Regions from separate parts of the Drosophila melanogaster genome. Here region 1 is linked to region 2. Evidence: chromatin contacts called from public Hi-C data. All regions are on one chromosome and are shown on one strand. The core of a region is the stretch at or near the end of the contact, and the rest is flanking DNA. Distances in the headings are between cores, read along the strand shown. Region 1 overlaps Rbp6 (RNA-binding protein 6). Region 2 overlaps Rbp6 (RNA-binding protein 6).

What was found. A called contact is a pair of places that touch in the nucleus more often than the background predicts.
Region 1: a contact with region 2 is called in a Hi-C map of the S2 cell line, with 2.0 times the contacts expected there. A contact is called at or near these places in 13 of 107 Hi-C or Micro-C datasets (the Clone 8 cell line, the Kc167 cell line, the OSC cell line and 6 more).

What each region holds. Positions count from the first base shown.
Region 1 is chr3L:17,224,109-17,226,808 of dm6, reverse strand. All of the region lies in intron 2 of Rbp6 (RNA-binding protein 6), which reads left to right. Among named protein-coding and RNA genes, the nearest start is that of Rbp6, 13 kb to the left of the region's middle.
Region 2 is chr3L:17,168,996-17,171,738 of dm6, reverse strand. All of the region lies in intron 4 of Rbp6 (RNA-binding protein 6), which reads left to right. Among named protein-coding and RNA genes, the nearest start is that of Rbp6, 68 kb to the left of the region's middle.

The DNA of each region.
Region 1 (2,700 bases), core at 174-2,673, 55 kb before region 2:
CCTCTTCGAACCCACCAGCCATCCCCTGACATACCACCCACCACCCAATTCCCGCTTTGTCGCTGCTCACATAATTTGTCATGTGAAAAATTACTAAAGTTACAAGATCTGCACTTTTATTTCCATGTAAGCGGCAAGTCCACGCAGTGAAGATGATGATGATGGAGATGGTGATGGGGATGCACTGAGAAAAATTGCACACCTAATGTTAAGTTCTAAGACTTGGAATTATTAAAACAATTAGTTCGGAATATCATCGCCATCATTTCCAGCCGCTTTTAAATATATATAATATATTTTATATATAAAATAGTCTTAAAATTTCTTGCTTTGAAATCTTTACCCTTTTTCGACTTCTGTTGTTGTGTGAATTTGTTCCCAGTGTAGGTTGGGAATGGGAGTTTTAGGGGAGTTGTAAGCCGAACAAGAGGCGTGCGTGTGACAAGGAGAGGGGCTTGGCGAAAGGGAGGGGTGGCGGGGAGAATAAAAGATGAGCAGGGGTAGCTGTTTTGCTATTTTCCTTTTTTCGTTACTATTTTGCACATTTTTCTATTCAACAATGAAGCCACAATAGAAAACGTCAACTAGTGCACAGAGAGAAAAGATGATGGGATAAAAAAAACCCATGAAGGGGGGGGGGCGGTGGTGGGGGCTAAGGAAAGGCAGACAGAGATAGCATTATATGCAAATGTAATGCAGAAGCGAGAGGGCAACACTTGATGTGCATACAAAGTCTGAACGGATTTTGAATGGCAAACAAGCGGCAAAGCGAACGGCAACTGCGACTGTAACTGCAGCAGCGGCAGCGGCAGAGCCACCAGCGGGCGCCAAGTATAAAGCCCAGCCCAGGGTAAAGCCAAACCGAGCTAGCCAAACCAAGCCGGTCCGGGTCCGGGTCCGGAATATGGGAAATGGGAAATGTCAGGGTACGGATCTCCAGCCGAACAACTACACTGCAAGCCATGGGAAATAATAAATATAAGATTAAGCCAAAAAATACTCAATAAAAGTTAATTAGCCTTGCTTGAAACTAAAACTTTACCTTAATCATAATTGAAATACCACCTAAAATATTTTAAAAGGGATTATTTGTATAACCTATAACCGCCAGTTTTAAAGACAGCAAATATTCAATTGATAAACAACCTTACTTATTAATAGGTAATTTAGTTGTCAGGAGCGACATTATGATTTCAATATTCTCTTCATATCTAGATACACATTTTATTTGTTTATTTATTTATTTTAATTATTTATTGATCCCTTTTTTCTCGCAATGTATCTTTCAATACCTCAGCCAGCGCCAATGATGCGTTTTAGACATGATGTTTGATGACGCTTTTTCGCCCAGTGTGTGACTGGGACAGACCGTGAATGGGCGCTGACGACTTGCGCATGAATGGCCCAAGTGTGCTGGCTGCGGGGAGGTGGGACCATAAGGGGGATTTTCAGGGGGATACATGGACTTGGACAGGGGGCTTTGTTGGGGAGCGAGCGGATAGACAGGCGAAGGCCTATAGAAAAGTGACGTGCGCTTTACAATTATTTCGTAATGCAAGCAAATGTGACCGAGCCGAGCAGACCAGAGAACGAAGCGCCAATAGAAGCTCAGTACACTCAAAAAAGGGGGAATGCAATAAACTGGGCTGCCTTTTGATTGATTAGACTTTGAAGTGCATTAATCATACATTGTTAAATGAATTTTCATCTGAATACGAATAAGTGTGGAACATATTACTTAGGCTGATTGAAAAGTTCTGTAGATGAGGATTTTAGCATTTGTAAGCTAAGATATAGCAATAAGAATTGAATTGCAGAAAAGTGCATATTATATAAATATGAATGTCAACGTTTCCTTAATCAATTAATCTTACAGATACATATATCTACAGAAATAACATAAGTGTTTAATGACAAGCATTTGTGAAGTTAAATGTTAAAATTAGCTCTGGTTTTTCTGTAGTTTGAAGAATTAACAATCATGATACACTGCCAGAAATTCGGGATTTAAAGCACTAATTCCTAGACAATCTGCTTCAAAAACGCATAATCCTTCAAGGATATGCACACAGACTTATTTCTGAGAGTGCAGACTAGAGTTACATCTTAGGCTCAGGCAGCGGGTGACAAATGCCAGTCGGTGGTTGCTCTACTAATCGGACATGTTGCGTTGACTTGTTTATGACTCTGGGCTTAGCAGCCGCATACTAAACCACGCAACCACTCAGCCACCCAAACACCCGGCCACCCACCCACCACCCAGCAAGAATGAATTGTCTGAGGGGGCGAACTTGTGGGAAATCTGTAAATAGCTGCGAAAACTGCATAAGCCGGGTGGAGGAAGCCCAAAGCCTGGGGATCTGAATAGACAAAGGCAAATGTCATCAAAGTTGGCACCCGCGGGAAACTGAATGCCAGGCCCGAGGAAAATAAAACAATTGACGAGGGACATCACTGCGTATGCGTAATCTTGTGCAATTTGTTCAGTTGAACTCTTTAAAATGCTTTCAGCGTTGACTTTGACACTTTCCCAGCCCTTACCTCTCCCCTTTCCCCCTCCATCACACGATGGTTTTCCATTTCGGCATTTCCATCGTGTTTTTCTATTTTTTTGTTTTTTCGCAATTACGCGTTGCACACAGCTGGACACAGCCAATGCAAAATCAGAGCCTCAGTGCACAGACTCAGATTTGCAGTGTG
Region 2 (2,743 bases), core at 14-2,513:
TGAGGTCAGTTCAGGTTGAGGCAATTAAGAGATATAAGAAAGTGTGTTGGCTTGTGGTGGGGTCATTGGATTTCCATATACTGCAGGTGTAACGGTATCCATTTACCGTGCATACTAAGTGCTGCACGTCGCACAAAATCACACAAATTGGTCAATTGAAAATGTATAAGAATATAAAAGCCAATTTATTGACTCTCATTGGTCAATATTCAAGTCATTGAAAATATTTACGGCCAATTGTTAAAGTGTGTGTGTCCTAAAACGTAAATTCACAGAAAATTATAACTTACCAGTTAGAGATATGTATCTGAATATGGGTATTATAATTTATTCAAATATAATGGAATAATATAGAATAGATAAGACAAGAAGAGCAGCATCTGCGCTTAAAATTGTGCAAATCGATTTGCAATTTATTTTTCTAAATATTCATTTATATAGGTTTTGTGCCGTGTGTAAAAAACCCATAATACCTTTGACAAATATTTCCATTTAGTGCAGTTGAACCTTACTCAATTTCAACTAATCTTTGGCCTGGATATCCCGGATTCCATTTACCCTGTCCACACCGAAATCCAACCCTTCAGCCGTCATTTGCCTTTAAATGAGCTTTCGGTTACAGTTTTGGCAATTGCCTGGGGGGGCGGAATGTTCTCATCATCGCCCTGCTCCTGATCACTGGACATATGCTAGGACTTCTAATATTGTTATCTGCTCTTATTACAAACACACGCAAACCCAAAAGGCACACATGCAGAGACTCACACACACACACACACACACACACACACACACACATGTGCGAAACAACACCTTGATGTGAACTTTGACCGTTTTGGTAACTCATTTAGTTAGATTATTTACGGTAATCCAAGACGCCAGCCACAAGCCAACCGCCAACTTAACTGCAGACACTCTATGTTGGCCTGGATGGCTCCTTTATTTCCCCGTCGTCCCCACCACCATCATCCTTCGGGTAAACTATCCACATTCTTGCACAGGTATGAGTATCTACTACGGGCTAAATACATGCAAGTTGTTTTGCTAAATTGTGCGTAAGCTCTGGAGCAGCAGCAACAAGGATCTTCGACAAAGTTTCTCAAGCTCTGCCATGCCAATTCAAATAACACTTTTATTTCGCTCTCGAATGCCCCCCGCTTCTTTTGGCCCTGTTTGGTACGTGTCTGCGGTGTTTGTATGTGTTACATGATTGCCACGCCCCCTTTTCCTTGCGCTCACCTGTCGCACCTGGCCCCTTCCCCTGTGCCCTTTTTTTCCGGACTAGCATCGCACAGCATCATCCTTGGCTGCTGGCAGCTTGTGTGCGTGCGCTCATTAGCATTCTGAAACGGCTTTATAAAATTCAACAAGCAACCCAAGTTGCATGTTCTCCGGGTGAGGGGTGGGGGGTGGTGCGGCGTTTGGTGGCAGCGGAATACACACCAACCACCACCCACCGCCCACAAGGCAACCCCGCCACAAAACCCTCTTTTCTTGTCGGAGGCTGCATGTCTCTGCTTTTGCCCTTGTTGTTGCCTAGTTTCTCCTTCGTTGTCTAAGTTCACACACGGCAATAAATCGAGGAATCTCTAAATTATATTCTAAATTAAGCAATAATCAATCATTAGTCTAATAGCAAAGTAAATTGTTAACGAAAGTAAAGAACACTTTTATTTTTGTTTCGTAATTTTCAGAAATATATTCATTAATATTCCTACATTAACGACATAAAGAAAATAATTTTTGAAACAAATCCCAGTTTGAATCTCTCCTTTTTCTCTGTGCACTTCTGCGTGTGTGTGTGTGTATGTTGCCATTGTTGTTGCCTGCACACATTCTGTTGTTATCCTGAGCGCTCCACCATTCTGGCTCTATTGCTGTCCCGCTCTGCGGCTATCGCTGACTCTGTCTGTCATGCGGATGCCGGTCTGCCTCGAGTTGCATAAATTGAATCTGAATTTGTGAGTAAATTGCACACAGGAGACACATTATTTTTGAGTTTTGCCTTTTAAATTTGTGGCTTTTCACTTTGAACTCCCCTGCCAGCACCGTCGCCCGTATCGTCACCCCTGAAATTGCAACAATCTCTGTCCTCAACTTTGTGGCACTCGGCCTCCTCCTGCTTTTGTTCTGCAATTTTGTGTGACCCACTTGAACATTGGATTGAAGTTACGCCTACCGAAGCCACTCCAAGTTTGCCATCCCCCCCCAAATCACCCATTTAAATCAATATTAATAGGTGCAGGCCTCTTTTTCGCAAATTGCACATTGCACAAATTGTTCGTCTATAAATACGATAAAATGTTTATTTAATATGTACCAGACCGTGCCAGCTGTACGAGAATCCAGAAAGCCAATACCAGTACAACAAGCACACAAATAATGACTTATCCATGGCACGTAGATGGGGAGATGGGTGGCAGATGGGTGGCAGCTGGGTGGCAGTGGGAAAGTGGGGAAAATCAAAGACACAACAGGCCGGGCAATCCTTTTCCATATGCAAATTGTTTTTATAAATTTGCAACAAGCCATTGTTTGTTGGCATCGTTGTTGAATAGCAATTTCTATGGCAAAACACCGATGCGATGTGGCCGAAAGAATGTCAAATGGAAAGCAGCAAACATTTTGTAAGGATTATGAATTGTAGGTTCATCCCCATAGAGGATACTTTCCGAATAAAATTTAGTACACGCAAGCTCTGGCTTAATCCTTGCTTATAAATATAAATAATTGCCCTCCGGTA